Regions from separate parts of the Mus musculus genome. Here region 1 is linked to region 2. A link is a contact called in public HiChIP or PLAC-seq data. All regions are on one chromosome and are shown on one strand. The core of a region is the stretch at or near the end of the contact, and the rest is flanking DNA. Distances in the headings are between cores, read along the strand shown. Region 1 holds the start of Prr5 (proline rich 5 (renal)). Region 2 holds the start of Phf21b (PHD finger protein 21B).

What was found. HiChIP or PLAC-seq counts read pairs in DNA pulled down with a chosen protein or histone mark.
Region 1: an H3K4me3 HiChIP or PLAC-seq map of embryonic stem cells shows a contact between it and region 2, with 22 read pairs. The contact joins the promoter of Prr5 here to the promoter of Phf21b in region 2. A contact is called at or near these places in 1 of 15 datasets of contacts at CTCF or cohesin (CD8 T cells), 5 of 484 Hi-C or Micro-C datasets (embryonic stem cells, nephron progenitors and uterus), 6 of 115 datasets of contacts at active chromatin or transcription factors (embryonic hindbrain, embryonic limb bud, embryonic stem cells and 3 more) and 2 of 9 other capture datasets (adipose tissue and pancreatic islet).

The regions. Positions count from the first base shown.
Region 1 is chr15:84,677,973-84,684,449 of GRCm38.p6, reverse strand. It overlaps Prr5 (proline rich 5 (renal)), which reads right to left and starts at 3,452. Exons shown (of 8, transcript NM_146061.4): 1 at 3,131-3,452. The coding sequence starts at 3,267.
Region 2 is chr15:84,852,793-84,859,837 of GRCm38.p6, reverse strand. It overlaps Phf21b (PHD finger protein 21B), which reads left to right and starts at 3,709. Exons shown (of 13, transcript NM_001081166.2): 1 at 3,709-4,173; 2 at 5,034-5,099. The coding sequence starts at 4,120.

The sequences.
Region 1 (6,477 bases), core at 2,203-4,702, 180 kb after region 2:
AAATGAGGCACTGGCCGACAGTCCTCCTGTCCCCACCCTTCAGGATACACAGGTTAGACCCTGCTCCTTTTGATTCTCCCTAGCTCTGTGGGTTTTCCAAAGTCCAACCAAACAAACTAACAAAAACAAAATCCAAACCAAGCCAAAAACAAACAAACAAACAAACAAAAAAACCTGTCAGCTACCTGGAGTGAGGGAGGGTGGAGGGGTCCAGTCTCAGACTGGGCCCTCAGGCAGCTCACAAAGGCAAGATGATTGAGGGCTGGGAACCTGAGGGTCCTAGCCTGGAAGCTTTGGCTCTGGCCTGGGTGGGATTTAGGGTGTCCTGCATCTCTCTGAACCCCAATATTCTCATGTGTGTAACACATATGCCAACCCCCACCTAAGGTTCCTGAGAGCCCTGCTGCTCCTTGTTCCTACTTGAGTGAGGGCCATCACCCCTGGACATATATCTCTAATCACAGGCCAGGAACCCAGCGGCATCCCTGGACACTGGGCTCCCTGGGAGTCCTGGTTCAGATTCCAGACAGTGCTGTCAGAGGACATCCTGGTCACCTCTTTCCTCTCACATCCTCATTCTCTTTATGGACATGGATAAGGATAGCCCACTGGGAGGAGGAAGAGGAGGGCAGGGGCACACACCTTGCTTTGCAGGGGTCCTGCACTTTGGGGTAGACTTTCCCCTGCTCCTGCCTGCCCAGGGCTTCCACCTACTGGGGGACAGACAAGGCACTGGCTGAGTGAAGGCTCAGAAGGCTAGGATTCACCCATGAATTCCCCTAGCACCTTAGGTCTAGTGTAGACAGCGGCTAGCTTCTGGGAGTTTTTCTGGAGCCTCTATGGGTGAGAAGCTGGAGGACAGCAGGGCATCTCCCCGGCAGGAGGGAGCTGTTATGCCCTTGAGCTCCAGGAAAGCAGCAGCGGGTTCTCTGAAAACTACTCCACAACAGCAGCGTGGGACAGGCCAGCAGCGCCATGCCTCTTTCAGAGAGCTCCCCATGTTCCCACACACCTAGCTAGCAGGCACGGAAGGCAGGGGCTGGCCAAGTGGCCAGTGGTCTGGTGTTTCCCCATTCTACTTCCCCCAAGTGCTAAGCCATCAGCAATTACCGGCCCCCGCCCCACCCCCCCCAGCCCCTGGTTTATTTTCCAATTTGGTCTAGGGTCTCTGGCTCTGAACAGGCTGTTCGATCCTAAACTAACACTTCAGCTTGGTCAAGCCAACATGAAGAAAATGAATGAATGAATGAGTGAGTGAATGAATGAGTGAATGAATGAATGAATGTGTGGACTATCTTAGGACATAGCAATAGCTGTGCACCAAATTCAAGGGTTGTACCCAGTGTCACTGCAGTGGGTTAGACAGTCCCTGGTGTAAGGTTAAGGCTTACAATCTGACTGGGAAATAAGACTCTTTAATGCTGCGATGGTCGTGAGATGAAGGAGGACCATAGTTTGCAGGGATAGCCAGAGCACAGGCGGCTGACACAGCTGTCCTGACCCTGCTCAGGGTTCATGTCCTGGAGCCCTTGCAGGCACTGGAAAGGCAGCAGAAAGAGAGGCAGGCGCTGGGGCTGGGAGGCGACTCTGGGCCACCATCACCAGTCCCTTTACTTATGTGTGTCTGTACGTGGGAGAGTATCGGGACTCAAGCCACGAAATGCTGTACAGTATGGGTTCTGGCCACTTTGGGTGACCCTGAATCTCCCAGCTGGGATGGGGGCATAAAACCTCCCTTGCTGGCTAGGATGGTGAGGACCCTGAACAGGCTGGCCCAGGATTGGAGCACAGAACACAGCCAGAGCCTGACTCCCCAGGCAGGGGACGCCTCCGACCCTTGCAAGCCTCCCCCTCCCAGAGCTCTGGCAAAGAGTAAACCTTCTCACAGCCATGACTGGTGGCACGTGGCGCCATCAAAGCCCTCTGAGCCAGAGGCCCCCAGATGGGGTGAAAGGGTCCCCACAAAATTGCTTCTAGTAACTTCCGAGACACTACTCTCTGAATGTTCCTAGACTTGAGTTCTGAGTTACAGGGTAGACCTACTGTGTGCCAGAACTCATGCTCACAGCCTGATTACACATCTTCACATTTACTCCAACAACAGTCACTCACCCATATTATTAATAAAGAAACTGAGGACCAGAAGTGGAAAACCAACTGCCTAGGGCCACACAACAGAGGAGTGGAGTTGAAATCTGAGCCAAAAGTCAGCATGGCTCCACTAAACCCTGGCCAGAGACAAGGAAGGGGACGAAGAGAGTGGTTGAGCAGTTCTGGGGAAAAGGAGTCTTCCTTCTCTCACAGTTCTGCTCCCAGCCCAATGAGGAGACCGGTGTAGGCCCAGCAGAGAGGGAAACTAAGGTAGGTAGTCTCAGCTCTCAGGCAGGCTGCAGCTTAGTGGAGGAACTTAGGGTCCCTGCTGGCAGCCGGGTGCCCCCCCCCCCCGATTGCTCTCAGACTAGATGAACAGAAGACATGTGTCCAAGTGACAGCCGTGTCCCTAGTGGCAGACCACAGAGGGTGAAGAACCTGGCAGGATTTCTCTGCCAGGTGGAGGGGTGGAGTGGAGAGCCAGCATCCACAAACCTCCCTCAATCCGTGTTTTACTTTGGATGGAAATACTTTTTTTTTTTTTTAATTTTTCCTTAAGGGCCAAGAGGAGACCCACCGGGGAACTATGGCTAAAAGAACTATCTGTGACTGGTTGAGAACACAGCTGGGGGAGGGGCTTCCCACGCCCGGCTGGTCCTGGATGGGCCTCCGGAAGGGTCCGGTAAGGAATGTCTGGCAGCTGGCGCACCCCCGCGGACAGCTGGGAGGCCCGGGGTCCAACTCAGGGAAAGCCACCGCCCACCCCGCGCCGAGGGCCCGACACGCATACAGGAAGTGCAGCGGCGCCCCGCCGGGGGCCCGCGAGGTTCAAGTGCGCCCCTGCGAAGTGGGGGCTCAGAGGCCTCCTGCTCCCCGGCCGCCCACCCACCCACCCACCCCCGGGGAGCGATCGTGGGCTCTAGCCGCTGACACGTTGCACTCACTTCCCTCCCCGCGCACGGCCCGGCGGCGGGGCGAGCTGCGCGCAAAGTGGCGCGGTGCGGTCTCCGGCCACGCCGCTCCGGGCTGCGCGCCTTACCTGTTCCAGGTGGCGTTGGCGCAGGCCCGGCGCTGCTGCGTGCCCCGCTCGTCCGTACCCGCCGCGCCCGGCTCCCTCTTGCCCAGGTCACTGAGGCTGGGCGAACTCATGAACTTCAACCTGCGGAGAGTCCTCATGCTCACCCCGGCCCACACGCGCCCCCGCGTCCCCTACGACGATAGTCGGCGGCTAGCAGCAAGCCCGGCGACCCCGTGGGGTCCCGCCCGGGTCCTGCGCCCCCGCCCGGGGCAGCACTCCCAGCGCGGGGCCCTGTGAACCATGGCTCGCGGCGGCTCAGCGTGGAGCGCTCGGAGCGCAAAAGCAGGCCGGGGGCGGGGCCTCCAGCCTGGGCGGGGCCATAGTGGGCGTGGTCTCCTGTTGGGAGGGCGGGGCCGGCGTCTTGGAGCCCTCTGCGGCCAAAGGGCCAGCTCAAGGGGCTGGCTCCTTTGCTCTCAGCCACCTCCCTTCTTCCCTTCGGAAGCCACCACACAGGAGCCACAGAGCAGTTCAATCCCAACTGTCCACCCGGCACCCAACCAACCCTGTGGTCACACACACACCATGCACAGGGACTCATAGGCTCCCATTAACGTCTCTTGAACTCACTCCCTCTCCAGACACCCATCCCAGGAGGAAAGGCTGTGCCCACAGAGATCTATCCAGACCCCTTCACGTGGACACAGGCTCCGCCCACTGCGGATCAAAGCTTTCTGCCGGGTGCCTCAGCCATCAGCCCCACCCCACCTGAGTTTAGCATGACCAGGCTGTCCTAGAGCCTTTTCTCGGGGGAGGGGCCAGGGACTAGGGTCCTCTCAGGCCGGTACCTTGGATGATTGACTGGCCAGAGGGGTTGTTGCACCGAGAGTTGAAGGAATGGAGGACAGTGGCACCCCCTGAATCCCAGATCCCCTTGTATGGTAGAAGTCAGAGTGTCTCCTCAATCCTGGTGACTTAGGCACAAGGCAAAATGATCCTAGGACAGGACAGCCCTGGGGCATTGAGGCAAATTTGAATTCTACCTGCTGGGAATGTTGTGGGGGCACCCAGGGCAAAATAATCTCTCCCGGGTTCTGCCACCAGAACATGGCAGGCTGGACCAAGGCTCACGAACACACAGTGCCCCTGACACCCCAGCTCCTGACACACAGCCTCCTTCAAGCAAGATCTGGGAGTCCCACTCGTTTTGCCTGCCACTTCCAAGCACAGCCCCAGGTGACTTGCAGGAGAGTAGAGTCATGGTTCAACTCCCACCATCAGCATTTCCTAACCAGCCACTGTGTACTGGACACCCCCACATGCCTGTCTTAGGAGGCAAGGATCAAACAGACAACTCCTTGTTCGCAAGAACTCTCACAGAGCCGAAGGCCACTCAACCTATTGTGAAATGGCAGCCAGGGCAGGGAAGGGCTGGGCTGCTCCTACCTCCTTCATTCAGTCAATGGCCCCAGTGAGGACCTGACTTGGGGGTCAACAGCAGATGAATTTTCCAGTCTCCAAACAACAGGCACCAGCTTTCTGAACCAAGTCAAGGAACCCAGGTCTGGGAGGATGCGGCATTCAGGTGGGGGTGTAGAAACTGCTCACTCAGGTGTACAGTGGTGGTCAGCATGGCTGGGGGGAGGGGAGGGGAGGGGAGCGGAGGGGAGGGGAGGGCTGTCATTGCTCCATAGCACTAGCCTTGTGGCTAGTCCTATGTCCCGGGTGGGTGCTCTCCATCCCTGGAGCAGCTGTAAGCTTTGGGTGAGTCACTTCTCAAAGGCTTCAGTTTCCTGTGTTTTGGAAAGTGAAGGCCACACATCCATGGTCTCTCTCTATCCTTCCAGACCCTGGGGTTTTACATCCTGTATCAAGTATGTCCAGTCTCTGCCTACAAACTCTATGTGCGTCAGGATAGGTATGAATGCCGGCCAACGTAAAATCACAACCCTAACCCTCAGGCTGAACTGCTCTCTCAGAGGATACAAGTTTGGTTCTCAGCACTAGCATGTGGCAATTCACAAACTACCTGTAACTCCAGCTCTGTGAATCCAGCACCCTCTTCTGGCCTTTTTGGGGCACTGCATGCAAGTACACAAACCCACACTCAGGCACACATTCTCATACACATAATCAAAATTTTAAAATAAAAAAGATCGGATACATGTACTAGGCCTTCCTCTTGAGTCTACCCACCCTGCCCCATCCTTGGTTCTTAGCACCCTAGCCTGAACTACAGATCCTTTCTGACCACTCTTTCTGACTGTTGCTTCTTGCCCTCACAAACAATAACTAGAGCTGGCCATGGCACACATTGCCCTCCTGAGTTCCCACTGTGCTGAAGAGCAAGCCCGAGGCCCCCAATCCTTGAGATGCCTTCAAAACCTGCGAGCCTCCCTGCTCTCCAGAACCCCTTTCAGTGGAGATCAAAGTTGAAGATCATCTCTCCTTTCTCTGATTGCCCCTGCCCTTGTTTAGACTTAATCTGGCTTTCCTGACATTGTCTATCAGAGCCAGGAGCAGGAACTTGTTCATATCTACCTTCCCTATGCTTGGCACACAGTCGCTACTCAATAGGAATGGCTAGATATATCTATCTCATGTTTTAGGTCAGATCGGTGAAAACCAAGATGCATAAACACGAGGCCACCATTTCTCTGCCACGGGTGTCGCTGCAGCAAAACCCTGGTCCCCTCAGAGAAGCCTGACCTTTTATTCAGCAGTTGGGCAGGACAAGGGGCAGAACTGACCCCTGGCTGCCCGTCTGGCAGGAGTGGCCAGATGGGAACAGAGAGGCAGTCTGAGTAACCAGAGGGAGGGAGAAGGCTGGTAGGGGAGGGGAGGCCACAGTGGGCAGGAGAGGAAGGAAGAAGTGAGCTGCAGGGGGCTCCTAGGGAAGGGGCTAGAAGCAGGACAAGCAATATCCAGAATGGGTGAGACTTAAAAGACATCTCTAGTGCCAAGTGTAGGGGTGCTGGCCTGAAATCTTGGTTGTTGGAAGGTTGAGACAGGAGGATTGCCCTGAGTTTGCAGCCAGCCCCATAGCGAATTATAGACTCTTAGGAGACAGTGTCTCAAAGAAAGGAAAGTAAAAAAAAAAAAAAAAAAAAAAGACAACATCTCCAGAGAGCAAAGAAACGAGCTGTCCCCGCCCCAGCACAGACGAACACTGGCTACACCCACAGCCCAAGGCAGAAGTGCGACAGAGACGCGGGGGTGCTGTGCCGCCGGGTGTTGGGGCTGGTGGTAGGCAGCTCGGGTGCTGCTAGGTGTGAGTGTTGGTGGTAGGCAGCAAAGGGCAGAGCTCCCTGGGCCCAGAAATCCAAGGTAGAGTCTAGGAGGAAACCAGGCTGTTAACTCCTCAGCAAAGA
Region 2 (7,045 bases), core at 2,460-4,959:
TTGGCCCAGGGAGTGGCACTCTTAGGAGGTATGACCTTGTTGGAGGAAGCGTGTCACTGTAGGCATGGGCGATGAGACCCTCCTCCTAGCCACATGGGAGCCAGTCTTTTTCTAGTGGTCTTTAGATAAAGATGTAGAACTCTAAGCTCCTCCAGCACCATGCCTACCAGACGTTAACGTGGTTCCTGCCTTGATGATAATGGACTGAACCTCAGAACCTGTAAACCAGCCTCAATTAAACGTCATCCTTTTTAAGAGTTGCCTTGGTCATGGTGTCTGTTCACAGCAGTAAAACCCTAACCAAACCAGCCAGCCTAGAGATACCTGACCACCCAAATCTTAAAATCAGCCTAGGTGTCCTTTGATGGATGAAGGGATGAAGAAATGTGGTATTTGTGCACAGTGGAGTTTTATTCTGCCCCACAAGTGAAGGGACTTATATCATTTGCAGTAAATGTGGCTGGGCCTGGATGTCATTACATAAGTATAGAAGTATGACGAGTTACCTGGGTTAGCACAGTGTGATCGCTACTCTTTGTCCTTGTCTTCATCTTCTCAACTTGCCTTGGCCCAGCCCCCCAGGGTCTCCACAGCACCTTTCCAGTGGGCTAAAGAGAGAGAGCTGGCCAGCCACTGTGAGCCAGCCTCCAGAGCCTGGCTAGACAGCAGGGTTCCTGCTTTGGTGGTTGGCCTGATCCTGAGGCTGTCTACCCTCACTGTCAGCCACACCCTCAGTGCAGACCCAGTTGAGACTAAGGAGGGTCTTAATGAATGACAGGGGTCATTCAGTCTTATCAGGAAAGGTCAAGGGTCTTAGAAGCTCTAGGCCAGGAGCCAAGGATGACAACCAGATAAGTATCCTGCTACACATAGAAAGACTAGCAGTGTGAGTGATGGGGTTGGGGTGGGGGAGGGACATGAGAGGGGGATGTGCCTGGGAGGGGAGCTGGGATGTTAGGGGGGTGCTGAGCTCAGGTCAGTGCATGTCAAGTGGAAATGCTAGAAGTGGAATGCTGGAAGGCTGTGTTCAGAGGCTGTGCCATTCAAGTCCTTGGAGCCAGAGTTGCATGCCAGGGTGTATGTAACACCTTACCTACAAACAGCCGTTCCTTCCACAGCCATAGAATGAACACGGGTTCTGGTGCCTCCGTGGCTCCTGTGGATACCTCCTATAGGCTCAGATGTTCCAATATGTGATTCTCCAGTTGATGGGACAACTTGGGTACGTTTAGGAAGTGTGGTCCCACTGGAGGAAGAATGTCCCTGGGAAGTGACAAAGCACGAGTTCCAGTTTCTTGTCCCCACTTCCTGCTTATAGTTTGAGATGTAAGCCCCCAGCTTTTGTTTCTTCTGCCTCCCTTCTACCACCGCGGACTCTTTATTCCTCTGGAACAATAAGCCCAAAGAAATTCGTAGTTCTCTAAGTTGCCTTCGCCATGGTGTTTTCTCACAGAATGAGAAAAGCAGCTACTACCACTCCCCTAGGGTAGGCTTGCTGCCAAGGCCAGGCTGGGGGCAAGCAGGGCAAGCAATGGATAGCAATTCAGCCCATCTATTAAATAAGTCCACGTGTCAAGATGTGGGCAAGGCGCTTGAGGGGTCCGGAGTGTCTGTGTCTAGTGTGATAGATTCCCATCTTGCACAGAAGTGAGGTTAGGAGGTTTAGAGAAATGTGTCTGACTCTGTTCAGGGTAGATTTGGGGTTCAACTCCCAGTACCCCCTCATGAGTAAGCACTGCTTGGTTGACCAACAGAGAGGGTGATAGGAGTTTTATTGTGGAAATTAGGGGGGGGTATCCCAGAAAAGACATTTGAAGTGAATCTTGAAGAAAAGAATTTGTGAAATGTGGAATGAGGGAAAGAATATTCTAGAGAACACTGGTCAGGTGAAGGGAGAGAAGCCTGTAGGAGCTCAGGAAAAGCTACATGTTTGCTTACAAGAACACCTGCTCCCAGCTGCTCAGGAAGCCAAGGCAGGGGGATCAAAGTTCAGAGTCTCCAAAGCAGGTGGCTGGGGATGTAACCCAGTGGTAGAGTGTTTACTTAGCACAGGCCGGGCCTTGGGTTTGATCCTTGGTTGCTTACTTTGCCTCTCCTGCACTGTCTGTCAGAGAACTCCCATACCATGGCCTGTGCCATGATCCAGGAAGTGGGTGACATGTTGATCATTACTGAAGCCTAAATCAATCGACAGTGGGCAAAACTACAAACCACACTGGGTCGTCACCATCCGACCAGGCACATCTCCTTCGGTGGGCATCTGCTAGAGTCTGTACTAGCCAAGGAAAGCCAGAAAGTCTACCCTGTTGATGAAAGGACCACATGGCCAGAAAGATAACCCTGAGTTTTTGCCAAAAGCCAATGACATTTACAGAAATCACAGGAGGGAGTCTCTTGGCCAGCACATGCCCCTCCTGGTCCTCCAAACACCAGTCTTCACCTAGGCTGCTGTCCTCCCCAGCAAAAGACATGAGTGGAGCTTTGAGCATGGCTCCTGTAACAGAGGCTTGCCTAGTATGCTCCAGCCCCTGGATCCTCTGCACCTCTAACTACAAAATGGGGGGGGGGGTTGAAAGAAAAAATGGGGAGTGGGAGACATTGTCTTGACTTGAGTCTAACCCAGAAGTGGGAGGAACCAGTTTAGTCAGCCAGTTAGATCGTTGTCATCTTTGTCGACTGTGACCAATACTGTATATGGCTCTAACAACACTGGTGTTCTGGTGTGTGTGTGTGTGTGTGTGTGTGAGAGAGAGAGAGAGAGAGAGAGAGAGATTTCTCCTGAGGGGTAAAGGAAATATGTAGACTGTTGGCATCCATTGAAGAGACATTTCTGACTGGTGTGCCTGAGTTTTCTTTTCTTTCCTTCCTTCCTCCTTTTCTTGTGACCCACGGAAAGAGTTAGTTATGAGTCTCTATCAATTCACGGTTACTCTGACACAGAGGCCCCCCTTTCCCTGGCCTCTTTGAAACACACTAGTGTGCTAGCGCCCAGCAGGGCACAAAGCCCCGACATTAATTGATGAGGACAGGAAACTCCGCCGCAGTAATCTCTGAGACGTTGACCCCGGCCCCGGGACTGGGAATTCTGAAATGTCATCTCCGCAGCTGTAGTTATGATTGCTTTATGTCACACTGACCTGTCGTGTTTACGATTTTTAACAACTGTCTGGAAAAAAAAAAGTCTAGGGACATCTGTTGAGAGTTTAATTGTGAGTGTAAAAAAAATCATTAAAGGACCAATCAAGAGATCAGTTTTCATACTATTTAAATACCACAGCGGCCATTAGGCGCTGGGACTCCGGCGACAGGACTGATTTAGTTCCCCAGTCTCAGTGCTAGGCGCTGCGGGAGAGGACCGGGTGATTTAAATAAAACCGGAGAGCGAGGCGAGAAGGGGAAGCGGAGGAGGGAGGAGGTGCAAGAAGCAGGAGGGTGGCATCTCAGTTTGCTGCGGGAATTGTCGCTCCGGGAGTGGGACTGTGAAAGCATTCCCTGCTCCCCGTGCTCTCGGCTGCGCACCGAGGAGATCGCTCGGGCGCCCAGATCTCAGAGCCGCGACTTTGCGCTCCGCTCAGCCGCCACTTTTGTTTCCTGAGCCTGGTCGCTGGGCCGAACGCAATGCGCACGCGCGGGCCGGGCGGGGCGGGGCGGGGCGGGCAGCGGGTTCCCGGCACCGCCTCCTGCCGCCCCGGCCCGCTCCATCCGGGCACTGCCGAATTAGCATCGTGCCGAGGCACAACTTTGCCGCGGCCCCAGCGAGATCCAGGCGCGCGCGCCGGAGGAAATATAGTCCCTGCCGGCGGTCAGCTGGCGCGGGCGGCGACAGGGCGCGCGCTGGGGGGCTGCGCGGGGCTCCCGGCGCCTGGGGGCCATGCGCCGGGCGGCGCAGGCAGCCCGGGCACCCGGCGCAACTTAGCGGCAGCCGGAAGAGTTGGGCGCCAGCTCGCCTTTCTTCCCTCTCGTCAGCCTCCTTTCCTATCGGCGCTGCAGGAGGGAACTCGTGTCTCTCTGTGCCCGGGACACCGGATCCGAGCTCTCCCGGTCTGGTTCCCGCCGAGCCGCACAACTTCCTGCGAGCTCCGGCCAAAGTGAGCGCAAAGTGCTGCCCAAGTTGCGGCGATGGAGCTGCAAAGCCGGTCCGAGGCGCTCGCGGTGGAACTCGCGCGCCACCAGGTAGGTAGTCCCGGATACTGGACCGGGGAGCCTTAGTGGCCCGGGGAGTGGAGGCGAGAGGGATCGAAGCTCCGTATCTAACTCTTGGTCTCAGGGGTGCTGGAAGCAGGCCCCTTCCTGGAACATGTCCCGGGGCTGGGATGGAACCCTTAGTTCTCCCTCTCCCCCTCGCTTCCGTGCGATCCAGCACTGTTTGCAGATCCAGGGTTCGTGGGACCCCAGCGTGGCGTCTTCTCTGCCACTGCCCCGTTTGCACAACTCGGGCGACCGGAAAGGGGACCCTCCTAGAGCTGCCCAGGGAACAGGGTGCATGGACCGGCCAGCTCCTAGCCTCCTGCTCCGGGCCCAGCCCGGCACCGACCCTCACTGTTAGCAAAAGTAGTTTGGCGATTGTGACTCCGGCGAGAGGCGGCCGGTGCCCGAGTGATATTGCGGCGTGCGCGTGTGTGTGTTGGGGAGATTAGGACGCGACTTGAATATTTATGAGCTTTGCTCGACACGGACTCGCCGTGTTTACTTGGCTCTTTGTTCGTCCCCCCTCCCCCGGCACACACTCTTACACTCACTCGCACCCGCACCCCGGCCTGCAAACTTGCACGGCTCGGGGCGCGCCGCCGGGTGGCCTCGGCCCCCGCCCCGCCCCGGGAGCTGCCCCAATGAGGCGGCAGCCACAGGTAAGCTGCTTCGCGCGACATTGCACGGTGGCCCGTGTGAGGAAAGCGGTCCCGGAAAGTTGGGGCGCGTTGGGGTCGGCTTGGTCCGCCAGGCAGTGGGTGGTGGGGATGCGGGGCTCGGGGCTCGCCTGCTCGCCCCCCCCCCCGGGGCGGCCAGGCTGAGCCCGCTCCTCTGTGTCTTCATAGAACGGCGACCTCAAGAAGCAGCTCCACGAAAGGCAGCCACGGATCGCAGCGCTCAGCGACAAACAAGTAAGGAGGGGCCTATCCCCCACAGGGGACCGGGGTCCAGGGAGGATCGCCGGGCACTTTGGCAGCACCCTAAAAAGTGCCTGTACGGTCGTCGCACGCTCCGACTCCCGTGGGGTTATGGCTGCAGTCCTCAAAGTTGCCGTCCTCCCTTTCTTGATAGAAAGAGCTGATTTGTGGTGGCTGAGGGGAGCGCGAGGCTCCGGCGGCCGGCCAAAGATCTGCGCCGTACCTTCCGAGGCGCCGGCTGCCCGGCGTCCATCTTGAGCGGTGGACATGTTTTGGGAACGTGGACATTCCCCGGCCTCGGCATCCCCTGATCCCTGCTGCGGTGGGAGGGGGACACAAGGGGGCGGCAATTCAGGCCCGCACCCCAAACTCCTTGGAAGCCATTTCCGCGTGGCACTGCCGACCCGGTTTGGTGATCCTTCTCCTAGCCGGCCCCTTCCCGGCCATCCCGCCGGCCTCACTTTTTATTCTCGGAACCTGACGCCAGCTCCCGGGGAACAAAAGAAAGGCGCCCCCGGGACCCCCCAGTTCTGCCCTAACTTGAGTGTCTATGCCTGAAAGGGGCTGTGGGGACCCGCGAGGAGCTCCAACCATGGGGGTGCGCGCCCGCCGCCCCCACGGCGAAGAAAAGTTGTCCATTGTGAGTTAGTTGCGCTGAGCTCAGCGCTCCGGGTTTCAGCACCACGAACAGATGCCGCCGCCGGAGCCCTGCCGACTGCGCGCCCCCGAGCCCCTCCCCCTCCGCGCGCGCCCCCGCCCCTGCGCGCCGCCGGCCGAGAACTTTGAGCTGTACAGCCAATGGTGCACCCGGGTCTCCGAGGCGGCGGGCGGGGGCGCGCCCCTCCCTCCCCCAGCTCGCCGCCCGGGCCCAGGAATAGCTCTCGCTTCCTTCGGAATGTCGCCGCCCGCCCGGGACTAGGGCAGCCCGAGGACCCCCGGCCCGGCCGACTTCCCTCTCCCAGCCCACGGGGACCCCCCTCTCCCCAGCGGCGCGGAGCTCGCAGTTGCCTGGGAGGATGCTTCGGCTCGCAGGCCGGTGCTCCAGGCCGAGTCTTTAAAGTTGCAAAGTGATGGGAGGGGGCGCGCAAGAGCAGAGGGGACGCCGGGCTGGACCGTAGGCTGGGGAGTCAGGCATTTGCCCCTTTCTGTCGGAGCCCGTCCCCCCCAACCCCCCACCCCCGGGCTGCGCGCCCCCGTCCGCGAGTGGAAGCTTCCATTCTCGCCGGAGGGGGGCCTGCGCGCGGCCCCGGCGAAGTCGGGGAGTTCGCGGGGGGAGGGGACCCAGGCCCGGCATTACCATTTTGATTGCTTCGATGCCATTTTTGGAGGGGGAGGGGTTGGAAGACCCTTTTCCGCAGAGCACAAAGATGTTTAATCACTGTGTAGAATCAAACCAGATACTCAAAACAAAACAAAACTAACAAATCTGGAACAGTGTGATAGCCTGGGTAAAACGCGAAGTTGTGAAGTCTTAGGCTTGGAGCAGAAGATTTAAAATGGAAAAACCAATGCTAGGTGCCTCTCTTCGCAACAATGTCTCTTTATGTGTGCGCTTCGTGCCAGTTAGTTTCACTATCTGGAGTAGGTCTTTCCGAGCTTGTGTGCGATCGTTTCTTCTGGATTGTGGCAACTATTTCAGGGCTTTAAATTTTTTATGATAGTAAATGAGTAGCTATTTATTATCCCGTATGCCGGAATTTAGATAAGGCTACAAAGGAAATCTTTGAAAATCCTGTCTGAAGGTAGAGGCAGCCTGGGGTAGAGGTGGGGGGGGGGGAGGAGCCCTCCCACCCCCAGGATGCCTTTGCCTTTAAATTTGAACTCGGGAGTATTGCCTGCAAAGGAACAGTGCCTCCATCTTTTTGTGTGAGTGCTTTAAAAGAAAGAAAGGAAGCCAGAAAACTTTTGTTCTCTGGCCTTTTAAAAATGTTTCCCGTTTA